Regions from separate parts of the Sus scrofa genome. Here regions 2 and 3 are each linked to region 1. A link is a contact called in public Hi-C and HiChIP or PLAC-seq data. All regions are on one chromosome and are shown on one strand. The core of a region is the stretch at or near the end of the contact, and the rest is flanking DNA. Distances in the headings are between cores, read along the strand shown.

Region 1 (3,649 bases), core at 395-2,894:
GGGACGGGGGGGATGGGAGGGGCAGGGCGTCCCACAGAGCCAGGCCGACTCTTAAGACCTCCTTGGGTCTTCAAAAGCTTTTATTGGATGGTTCTGTCCAGAGAGGGAGACGTGTGCACAGGGCTGTGGGCAGGCAGGCCTCCAGCTCCCCACACCTCCGGAGGGTCTCTGGGCCAACCGCTGCGTGTCGGCTGCATGTCACTTCTCCAGGGGCGCGTAGTTGAGCAGCTTCTCGATCAGGTCCACGTGGGCCAGCAGCATGCGGCGGCAGCAGTAGCGCTTCAGGCCCAGCGCGTCCAGGGCATCCCTGCAGGCCAGGAGAAAGCTGATAGGGCCTGGCCCGGGCTGGAGCAGACGCAGCTCAGCGGCTGCAGGGTCGTTCCTCGGCCCTGCTCCCAGAGTCGAGGAGACACGGCCCATCACTCTCAAGGCCTCTGGTGTGCACAGGTGGCAGCTTGGCAAAGGGGAGGCGAGGCTGGGCGGCCCCTGCCCGTGACCTCCCAGGGATGGGTCCTGTGCAGGTGCCGGCGGTAACTCACACTCTGCTCGCTCTAGCAGCCTCCTCAGAGCCGGGCGCCAACACCCAGCCCATCCATTGCTTCCCTGTTTCCCGACATGCCAGCACCGAGAGCCTACGGCTCGCTTGCGGGCACACCCCAGGGCCCAGAGGTTCAAATATGATCAGGGCACGGCGCCGGCCCCACAGGAGCCAAACGTCAGACTCTAGTCAGGGCAGAAATTCAGACATGGTGCTAACTGCAGTGCCAAGGGGCCAGCACAGGAAAAGGACCCCCACTCCCCAACGACCGCCCGCGGATGAGGGCTACGCGGTTAGTAAACTTGCCCCGTGTAATTGGTAAAAACCAAACGAGTCTACAGAACGTGGGGTGGGCCTAACAACGGACAGCAAGTGGAGAGAGGAGGCCGAGGCCTTATTTGCGGAGTAGGCGCCGAGACTCGCGAGGATGCCTAGAAGCCCCCGACACGAGCGGCTTCGTGCCCAGCCCCCCTCCCCTCCTCTCCCCGGTCTGCGGGGTGGCGGGGACTGCTTTTCTGAGCACACACCCGGAGAACAGCGCCGGAAGAGACTCGCGTACTGAACGCCTCCAGGGTCACCTGGACTCTGACGGGAGTACTGCTGGCCCCCGCTCCGCAGGCCGGGACCCGCCGACCCCAACCCCCCCGCGGGCTGGCGGCCCGGGAAGCGCTTCCCGACCGCGCCGGAAGACCCCCTCGCCGGCCCGGCGCCTTACCCCTCGGTGTACTCGGCCTGCAGCAGCCCCAGGTAGGCCTCCCACTTGTTGCCGACGATCTTGCCGCACGTGAAACAGCGAACAGGGATGATCATGGCGGCAGCGAGGCAGCCAGCGGCCAAGCGCCTAAATCCCACGGCGCTTCCGCCTGCGGCGCTGGCCCCGCCCCGGGCGCGCCCATAGCATGGGGGGGTGACCGTCCCCTCCCAAACTCCCCCGCCCGGCTCGCCCTTCGCCGACCGGCCTTGCCCGTCCCGGTGCCGTCAGTATCCGCTACCCGCGGCGGCGAGTTTCCTCCGCGCGGATCGGGGTTCCCGGGGTCCACACTGCCGCGGCAGTAGCAGATGGAGACCCCCGTCTGCCGCTTTGGTACGTCCCGATCTACGGCGCCCGGGCAGGGCCGGAAGGGCCCGGCGGCGGCGTTCGCTTTTCTCGTGTGCGGATGACTGACAGCTGCGCGGCGGGCTGAAGGCGCGCACAGGTACAGCGCCCTCGGCGGGGACGCAGCTGGGGTCCCGCTGCCCGCGCGTCAGAGCCGGGACCAGCTCCGAACCCGGGCCCACGAGCTGGCGCGAGTTTCGGGCCCCGAGTGTGGAGCCCGAGCGGATTCGCAGCAACAAGTTGCGCTTCGGGCGGGGGGGCGCGGCGACCCCCGCAGGCGCGGAGAGCGGCTGACCTGCGGCCAGTGCGTGCTGGGCGACAGGAAAGGAAGTCGCCCCTGCCCGCGGACCCCCAGGGGTCTCTGCGCTGAGTCTGTGGGCCCCCCGGGGTCGCCGCCCGGCCCGATCGCCCACTAATGATCCCGGCCCGGTAGTTGCCCGTATCCTTGACGGCGGGAGGGTGCGGTGGAAGCGACCAGACTGGCGGCTCCAACCCCTGGCGCTGCTTCGATCCGTCTCGCCCCTGTCCCTCCTCCCTTCTTCCTGGGCAAAGGGCTGAGAGAGGGTGCGGGAAGGGGCTAGCTGCACGCGTCGCAGGCCAGGCTGTGTTGGGTCGGTTGCCTGTGATCTGGGAACGTCGGACCTGTGCGGGCGGGGAGGGTGGTCAGGGGGTCGTCGTGGGTGCAGTGTCTTTTGAGCTGAACCTTGAAGAGCCATCCCGAGTGTGTGTGAGGGAGCAGGACCGTCCAGCACTGGGAATCCTTAGGCAGAGGTCTGGAGGCGGAACCCATGGGAACGCTTTTGCTCTTGGGCCAGAGTAGATGCCATGTGGGAGCTGGAAGTGACGGCTCAGGAGCCCCGACAGACTGAAAGGGAGGGAGGCTGTATCTCTGGGAATGAGGTGGGGTTAGTCTCATAATTCTGAGGCTGGGGCCTGGGGGGAAGGGCCGTGTACAGTGAGAAGTAGGGAAGCCTCCCTGGAGGAGGTGAGCTTTGGGCCAAGGAGGAGGGCGGATGTGTGCACAGTGGCGCTTGTGACTTAGGGAGCCCTGCGGGCTCTCAGCACCAGCGCTTGTTGGGGTGGGTGGGGCCAAGCTGGCCCCAGGCATCAGCTAACGGTCCGGCTTTCACTGAGGTCCCCAGGGTGCTGGAGAGGCTGGCCAGAGCTGCTGCCCGCCTGGACTTTGTGTCCCCACCTTCGCCCACCCTGCCACGTGCAGAGCCACGTGCAGAGGCCACTTCCCTGCCCACCCCTTCCCAGGCGGGCTGGACGCACATCCTGCCTTGAGTCACAGGGGCCTGGGGTCAGACCCAGGCTCAGCTGCAGAGGCGGCCGCGTCTGCGGAGGTGAGGGAGACGGGGGACCTGGGATGCCAGCTGGCGAGAGCTGGGAGTGGGAGCGGGTGTGGGCAGAAGGCTTCCTGGAGGAGGGGCCGCCTCTCGCCCAGCGGTTGTTTACTCCCAGGGAGGGAGGACAGGGAGCCAAGTGGACATTCCTGGAATTCTGAGAGCTGCGTGTGGACTGGGGGGGCGGTGGCAGCCTCTCTCCAGCGTCCCGATTTCCCAGGAGAGGCCGTGGGGGCGGCCTGGCTGCGTGCGGGCCCCACACTCACGTGCAGAGGCGCCCTGGGGCACTTGCCCCTCCGGCTCCACTCCCCTGGCCCAGGCCTGGCCACACTATACCAGAGGCCCCGCGCGCCTCCGAGGTCAGCCCTGCCCCCTGCTCAGCGGCCCTGGGTGGCTCTGTCCTTCTGTGTGTGCCGCGGGGAGCAGGCCGGAGTGGGCAGGAACAGGAGGGGTAGGGAGGGAGAGCTGCGCTCACATGCGGTTTGGAACCCGTGAGCCTGTTTCCTGCTGGAGAAGGGTCACTTCGGGGCAGGCGGGGCACAGGGGAATTGGGCACTGAGGTTTATGCTGAGACCCTTGGCCCCGAGTGTTGTCCTGGAAACAGGCTGGCCTCGGGGACAGCGCTGTCCCCAGGAGTCAGCTGACGGGCCCCCTGGTCCTGCTTCGCAG
Region 2 (3,657 bases), core at 1,039-3,538, 39 kb after region 1:
CAGAGCCGCAAGCCAGAGCGAGCCAGAGCGCGCCGAGGAGGCTTCGCATGGTGCGGGCCTGTCACGGCAGGGTCCAAGCTCGGGGTCCGGGGGGCTGCAGAGCGAGCAGAGCCTGTGGGCACCAGCGGCGGAGGGGCCCCTCCCCTACTGGGGCACGTGCCCTCAGGGAGCCGGGCTCCTCGTAGACACCCAGACGGGGCCCTCCCTGCCGCAGGCAGAGAGCCCTCCCGCCTCAAGGCCGCCCTAACCAGAGGCAGCCCCCTGGGAAAAGGCTGGCTCGCCACCTGCTTAGACCCAAAGATATCCTAGTGCGAACGAACAGCGCTGCGGAAAGGACTGGAAGACGTGGGTTCTGTGTACGAAGCTCAGGGGCAGGGGGTCCTGGGGAGGCTTTCGCACTTAAACCAGCAACAGGAGCTGTTACCTAAGAAAACATTAACGGAGCTGACTACATAAAAACGCAAAAGCTGGAGTTGCGGTGCAGCGGAAATGAATCCGACCAGTATCCACAGAGATGCTAGTTTATTTATTTACTTCATAAATAAATGCATGAAACAAGAAGAATACTTGGAAGGTACTTCACAATGAATTCCTAATAACCTACCTGTAACATGCAAAGAGCTGTGTTACAGATCAAAAACAGAGGACAAGCCAACATAAATACCCCACGACAGGAGTTCCGGACGTGGCTCAGCGGTAAGGAACCTGACTGACATCTGAGAGGATGCAGGTTCCACCCCTGGCCTCGCTCAGTGGCTTAAGGATACAGTGTTGCCATGAGCTGTGGTGCAGCTGCGGTGCAGATGTGATCTGGTGTGGCTGTGGCTGTGGTGCAGGCCTGCAGCTACAGCTCTGAATGGACCCCTAGCCTGGGATCCTACCTAAGCTGTGGGTGCGGCCCTAAAAAGACAGAAAACAAACGAACAAAAAGGACAAAGAAGGAAAAAAAGCAAGCAAGCAAGCATTTCGGCCCAGCACTGGCAAGGACTAGGGGCGACACTACGCTGATGGCCAGGGCAGCAGTCTCTCTCAGAGCCGTTCCTCGGAGCCCACGTTGGTAAAATCTTCTTGATGAAGCACTCTCACGTTTCCTATGCCATTTTTAAGAAACTGGTTTTTATCTATCAAATCTCACCACTTGGCAAGGTGCAATCTGAGAAAGGCTGGCCCATGGGCCCTGGGTGTCTGACACCAACAGCTGGTAGGACCCCTGAGCCGACGGCCTCGTGAGCAGAAGGCATACAAACTGTGCCTGTGAGCACAAGGTTTGGAGCCAGCTGTGTTTGTGCACCGGGGAGGGTCACGTGTGCTCTCGCATGGGAAGGTGGTGTAAGAGCAGGACCACAGCTCTGGCAGATGTTTGTGTTTTTTTTGTTTTAGGGCTGCAAGTGCAGCATGTGGAAGGTCCCAGGCTAGGGGATGAAGTTCCTGCACCACAGCCCAGCAACACCGGATCCTTAAGCCATTGAGCAAGGCAGGAATCGAACACGCACCTCATGATACTAGCTGGGGTTCATTACCACTGAGCCACAATGGGAACTCCCTCCAGCTGAGGTTTTGATTAACCACTAGTTCTGTCCGCACTCGGGCTGCAGGTGCTGTCCTTGTTCCCTCCACAGATGAGGCTGAGGCACCAGCTCCACGGTGGGTAGGAAGCAGGGACTCTACCAGGCACCCACCCGCCGGGCCTGGCCGCTGGGGGCTCAGGCCTAGGTGGACCCTCCAGCGTGGAAAAGGTGCAGCCCCCAAGGTTTGGGGCAGAGGCAAAGCGGGAGCCAGCCTAGTGCACCCCAACATGCATCTCGCCACCTCTGCCACACCAAGGAGGTGCTGCTCAGCGTACTGCCTCCCCGACCCTGGCTCTGCGCCCCTCCTGCCCACGCCCACACCCCGTCTCAGCCACACCTCCGGTCCAGACCTGCGGAAACACCCATTCCCACACTCCTCTCGTCCACACCCCCACACTGGTTCCTATACCCCCTCTCATGCACACCAGGTCTTACCGCCCCCTCCAGTGCACACCCGCGCACAACCCCTCTCGTCCACACCCCCCATACACCAGTTCCCACACCGACTCTCGTCCACAGCCGCTCACACAGCCGTTCTCCCTTGCACCAGGCCTCCCGCTCTCCGTGCACTCCGCGCGCCCACTCCGCGGAGGGTGACTGAGACCGTAGGAGGCGAGGAAGCAGGAGTCGGCACGCAGGGCGCGGACGCCACCCCCACCAGCCGCTGCGGGGCTCACCTTCATGTCCCGGAGGCCGACCGGAACAAACTCGCGCGTGGCCGGAAGACGCTCACGGCCGCCACCGGAAGTCCCACCCAGGACGCCTGCGCGCCGCCGCCGCGCTAGGCATGCTGGGGGCGGGGCCTGGTGGTGGGTGGGGCGAGTCGAGGGGTGGAGCCTATACGGGGAAGGAAGGGTGAGGGGCGGGGCGGGGCCGAGGGGCGGGGCGGGGCCGAGGGGCGGGTCCTGTGGGAGGAGCTGGCTGAGAGGTGGAGCCGGGAGCTGGGCCGCGCGTCAGCTGGGCGGGCAGGTGGGCTCAGGGAGACCGAGAGTCCGGCGCGTGCGCTGACCCTGGCCTGCTGCGCGCCCCAGGCTCTCCCAGGAACCCAACGCCCTCGCTCGAAATCTCGCACAGGAGTCTCGGTTCCGTTGAGCTCGCGGCCCCCTTGCCTCCCCGGCACGCGCTCCGTTGAATCTTGGGCTCCCGGTGCGACGTGCGTTATGACCGCTCCACGCGGATGACCAGCATGGAGCGCCGCGGCCTCCAGAGCCTCTGCGGGAATTGGCCGGTGGCCAAGGGAACTGTGCCGGACCGACCTCCCATAGGTCCGTGCTCTCTCCTGGATGCGAAAATCGCCTCTCCAGGCTTCCTCCTACTGCCCGTGGCCGCGCCCCCAGCCTAGCCCTCCTCGGTCATCCTTCACCACTCCCTGGATGAGCGCCTCTGGGTCTTTGGCTTTGGTCACCACCCAGGGGCCAGTGGTGCGCACTCTGCTTTCTGGAGCAGGGACACGTGCTCTAGGCCCTCTGGATGGCCCCTGGACATCGAAAATCCCTTATTTCTAGACTTAGTGCTCTCTCTGACCTTGCCACCAGGAACGGCGGCTCTTCTCACCTGCAGATCTCACAAGCTGGAAGCCTCCAAGGCTAAAAGTACACCCTCATCTTCGCCCCTAGCCAGGGGAGTCAGCGACCCTCTGCAATGGCCAGCAGTTCTAACCACAAGGCATTCGACACCTGATACAGGCGGGTAGACTCCCCACCCATCCCTAGCTGTTCCCAGCACAGTTTCCTGCAGAAAACCGCATAGCCGTCCCCACCCTGGCCCCGCTCAGCCAGAGCCCGGACCCGCTGCGTGGCTGTTTCCCCATTTCTGCTGGTCAGAAGGCGTCTCCCTGAACGGAACTTTGCTCTCTTTTTCTGTCCTCGGGTTTCCTTCTTTCTGCTCCTCATGTTTCCTGCCAGCTGACAACCCCCACCCCCTGCCCCATCTTCCTTGGGGCTGGGGCCTGGTGTGCGTGCTGAGGACTGTCTTGTACCCACTTTCAAGTGTCACCGGGTATCCTGTGTTTTTGGCACCCAGCTCAGGCCTGAGGCCTGATCTTTGGCGTGGAGATCCCAGGTCAGGCAGAGCTCCGGAGACGACCCCA
Region 3 (4,021 bases), core at 348-2,847, 42 kb before region 1:
TGGGCTACTGGGGGCTGCGGGCGCCGGCTTCAGGTTGCTGTGGTTGTCGAGAAGGGCCGAGGTCTTCTTGGCAGGTGGCAGGGTGGGGGCCGCCGGGGGCTCCTGCTTCTCTGCCTTTTGGGCCTCCTGCTTCTTGGCTGAGGGCACTTTCCCATCCACAGCCGGGGGCGCCCTGGCCTCAGTGGTAGCCTTGGCGTCGGCCTTGGGGCTGTTGGCCGACCTCCCTCTGGACTCCATGGCGGGCACGCTGGCGGCGGCGGCGAGGCGTGTGCGGGACGGGCAGGCGTCTGGATCAGGACCGCTCAGGACAGCGAGGCCCTGGGCATTCTATGGCCTGGAGGGAGATGCGATGAGGCTTAAGTGGAGACCTGGCCCCTCCTGTCCAGCCCCCCGCCCCTGGCCCTGCAGAGACTCTACTTCTCTCTCTGGACCCGCCTCTTCCTCCGTCTGGACCACCGCCTGAGAAGCCCCTCCAAGCACACAGGCAGGGGCTCTGGGCCTGCCTTGGGCCAGGGGGCAGATGCGACCGCAGGAAGCCTCATTTCCCTCATCTATGAAGTGGTCTTGCCCACATGTGGCTGCGTCCACCACACTGGCCCTGGGCGGGGAGGTCCTGATGGGGGGGAGAGCCCATGAGCCCCGAGACGCGCTTGCGGGCAGGGGAGCCAGGGGAGAGGTGACGTCTCAGGAGGGAGCTGGGTCCCAGGGGGGCAGGGCAGCGTGGGCACCCAGAGTTCTGGGCTTGCAGGCCCTGGTGGTATAGGAATGGGTCCAAGGCTGCCAGGCCCCGGCTGTGACAAAGCCAAGGCGTCTGCCCAGGAGGCTGGGAAAGCCCAGGTGCAGCAGCAGCAGGCCTGTGCCTCCTGCCCCCCAGCCTGGCCTCGCCCTGCCACGTAAGAGCAGGAGTCCTTCTGGAGCTGAGGCTGTGCCTGCCTCTGGGGGCAGCAGGGACCCCCTGGTGTGAGCCCAGGCTGGGTATGCCTGTCAGCCTCAGCAGCCCTGAAACCGGGCCCAGATCCTCGGGCGGGGCGGGGGGCGGGGGGCGGCAGGAGGACCCGTGCCCTGGTCTTCCTTCCCCGGAGGCCTGGCCCCCAGCTGTGTCTGCTGCTCCCCAGGGAGGTAGAGACGCTTCCACCGCCACCCGCAGGGAGAAGGAGCCTGTGTGGGAGGCGGCAGCCCGGCTTTCCCAACTAAGACAAGGACACTACGGCAATGAAGGTCACCTGAAGGTCACAGCGTGATGAGGGGGGTCCCAGTGAGACGCTTGGCTGCTATTCCGCTTCCCAGAGGACCCCAGCTGCCCTCACCCTGCTGTTCTGGAAGGGCACCCAGCTGCTGAGCAGCAAGTTTGCAAAGGTCAGGTGTGCCCTCCACCTCCCTCACCTTTGTTATTTGGGGCTCATACTGACGTCACGCGGCTGCCCCTCCCCCTCCAGACCTTCGTGCCCCAGAGGGCAAGGGCCTAAAGCGCCGCCCCCCACCCCCGTGACCTTCATAGCAGAGAAGGACCGCTTCGTCCTGCAGGGGCCCAGTGCCCCCATCCCGCCCCAGACCCTGAGCCGGGATTCCCCACCGCCTTACGCTGCTGCTCCCGGCGCTCCCACCTCGGCGCAGCGCCCTCTCTGCCTCTCTGCGGGACCACGGAGGGCGGCGGACAGGGGCTGCGGATGTTAAGGACTAGGAGTTTCCCACAAGGCACTGCTCCCGACGCAGACTGCGGGGCGGAGACCTCCTGAGCACTGGCTCCGCCCTCCTGCTCTTGGCCGCCACAGCGCCCCGGGCTGGCCGGGACCTCTACAGCCTCCAAACCCAGCACCACCTTTTTTTTTTTTTTTTTTTTTTTTTGTCTTTTTGCCTTTCCTAGGGCCGCTCCCGCAGCATATGGAGGTTCCCAGGCTAGGGGTCCAATCAGAGATGTAGCCACAGGCCTACACCAGAGCCACAGCAACGCTGGATCCGAGCCTACACCACAGCTCACGGCAATGCCAGATCCCCAACCCACTGAGCCGGGCCAGGGATCGAACCCGCGTCCTCACGGATGCTAGCCGGGTTCATTAACCGCCTAACCACAACCGCAACTCCTTCCAGCACCACTTTTGATCCCAAGGGCGGCTCAGGGTCAGGAAGGTGAGCAGCTGAGCCTGGCTTCCCCACACCCCCAGCCCAGATCGCGAGGGAGTCCGGAAGACTCGTTCCAGGCCCAAGGGCGGATCCGTGGGCGGCAGACGACCTGGGGCGGGGGGACACCCAGTTACTGGAAGAGGGGGCTGCCTGTCCCTTCCTCACCCCAAACAAAGTCTCAGATTAGAGGCATCTACGTAGAATATTTATTTATCTCCTTACATGACCAGACACAAAAAGTTACAACTTCTTAAAACTCTTCGAAAGAAAAAATAGAATTCTGTAAGCAGCAGCGGCAGCTTCCAAGGTACAGATGTAGCGGGAGAGCAGCTCCCAGGAACAACCGTGAACTGGGGGCCCAGGCCTGAGCCCCAGGTAGTGTCTCCAGGAAGGGGCCACTGAAGAGGGGCCCGGGTGGGGGACACAGCACCAGCACGTCAGCATCAATCACCAACACGATCACGTGGCTGGGGGCGGGGCAGGGCAGGGAGCCTGCCTCGACTCACAACATCAAGGGGGGGTGGGGGCTGGGAGGGCAGAGTTTTACTAAGTGTGGTCGGGGGCCTTGTGCAGAGGCCCAGAGAGCAGAGTGGGCCCTGGGGAGACTGAAGGGACAGCTCCTGGTGCCCCTGCGAGCAGAGCAAATGCCCTCAGGCTCCATACTGGTCCTCGTGACTGCCCTCCCCCATGCCCAGCCCTGGATTGGGGGGGGGGTGTCTGCCAAAGGTGCAGCAGGAGAGGCCGGGCTGCAGCAATGACTTCCTGGACGGGGTCAGTGGGGAGCCTAGGCTGTGTGTACACACCCACACGCACACTCTCTCTGCCTGGCCTCGTGGGAGGGCAGCAGCTCCCCAGAGCCCCCTCCCTGGTGGGCCAGGCCAGCTGAGCGTTGCCTCCAGCTGCTCCCCGCAACATTCATACACACACGCAGACCTCACATGCTCGGGGCCCCTAGCCGCGGGGGGCAGAGGGGCCCATCAGGAGGGATGCTGGGTCCCACAGTGGGGGTGGTGGACCTGTCCTGGGAGTCAGAACTCGAGGTGACCCCCAGCCTAGGATTCCTGGCTCAGTATCGGGGGGGAGGGGCGCCGCAGGAGAGCCCAAAGCTCCTGTAAGGCTGGCCGAGGCAAGAACAGCAGCAGGGGAGGCTGGACGGACAGACAGAGGAATGGACAGAGCCACTTGTGCTCGTCAAGTTAATAAATAGGTTTGTGCACGGTCCCCTCTGTGGACTAGGGGCCAAGCCTCGGGGACGGGAGCTGGTAGACTGGAGGGTAGGGTCCAGCTCGCCCAGTCCGGCCTGGAGACCCCCAGCCCAGAGACCAGCTCTGTCGCTGAGGGAGTCCAGGCTGGAGCGGAGGTGGGGCGAGGCTGGCACCCGGAATGTACGGATGTTTGCGTTTTCTACACAACTAAGACGTTGATCCCAGCGGTCGGCAGGCAGGACCCTGCCCGGCCTATGTGTGCAACACCGAGTGGACTCTGCTCCCCTTGCTCTCGCCCGCCCCACCCCCGGCCGCGTGGGGAGAGCCTCCTGCTGCATCCTGGGAGCGCCGCCTGGCTCTGGCCCCACTCTGGTCCCTCGCGGCTGGAGGGTGGAGGGCGGCCGCTGGGCTCAGGGCTGGCTGCGCTGCAGCCCCAGCAGGGTCTCGGCGATGCCCAGGAAGTAGACCACCTGAGCGATGCCGAACAGCGGGGCGATGACCAGGGCGCGGCAGTAAGCGCCCTTCAGGAAGGCCGAGGGGCCCTCGTGCCGTAAGATCTTCCTGCGGGGAGAGGGGGGGGTCAGAGCTGCAGGGCTGGGCCGCCCCCTCCCCGCCCGGCCCCCTCAGGGCCTCGCGCACCTGGCACAGTCCAGGATCCCCGAGTAGGTGTCCTCATTGGCGCCGCGCTGGAGCGA

Evidence for each region. Hi-C and Micro-C count contacts between places; a contact is called where the count stands out from the background. HiChIP or PLAC-seq counts read pairs in DNA pulled down with a chosen protein or histone mark.
Region 2: a contact with region 1 is called in an H3K27ac HiChIP or PLAC-seq map of alveolar macrophages. The contact joins the promoter of CHID1 here to the promoter of TSPAN4 in region 1. A contact is called at or near these places in 4 of 47 Hi-C or Micro-C datasets (liver, mesenteric adipose tissue, retroperitoneal adipose tissue and 1 more) and 2 of 2 datasets of contacts at active chromatin or transcription factors (alveolar macrophages and skeletal muscle).
Region 3: a Hi-C map of liver shows a contact between it and region 1, with 9 times the contacts expected there. The contact joins the promoter of CEND1 here to the promoter of TSPAN4 in region 1. A contact is called at or near these places in 1 of 47 Hi-C or Micro-C datasets (liver) and 2 of 2 datasets of contacts at active chromatin or transcription factors (alveolar macrophages and skeletal muscle).

The regions. Positions count from the first base shown.
Region 1 is chr2:530,555-534,203 of Sscrofa11.1, forward strand. TSPAN4 (tetraspanin-4) reads left to right here and starts at 1,645. Exons shown (of 9, transcript XM_003122396.5): 1 at 1,645-1,734. POLR2L (DNA-directed RNA polymerases I, II, and III subunit RPABC5) reads right to left here. Exons shown (of 2, transcript XM_003122384.5): 1 at 1,254-3,649; 2 at 60-307. The coding sequence starts at 1,348. The coding sequence ends at 199. LOC102159969 (lysine-specific demethylase 6B-like) reads right to left here. Exons shown (of 2, transcript XM_013989732.2): 2 at 1,635-2,276. The coding sequence ends at 1,635.
Region 2 is chr2:568,505-572,161 of Sscrofa11.1, forward strand. It overlaps CHID1 (chitinase domain containing 1), which reads right to left and starts at 2,289. Exons shown (of 13, transcript NM_001243810.1): 1 at 2,246-2,289; 2 at 1-94. The coding sequence starts at 49.
Region 3 is chr2:488,984-493,004 of Sscrofa11.1, forward strand. CEND1 (cell cycle exit and neuronal differentiation 1) reads right to left here and starts at 1,598. Exons shown (of 2, transcript NM_213866.1): 1 at 1,582-1,598; 2 at 1-334. The coding sequence starts at 237. SLC25A22 (mitochondrial glutamate carrier 1) reads right to left here. Exons shown (of 10, transcript XM_003122398.5): 9 at 3,966-4,021; 10 at 2,305-3,887. The coding sequence ends at 3,737.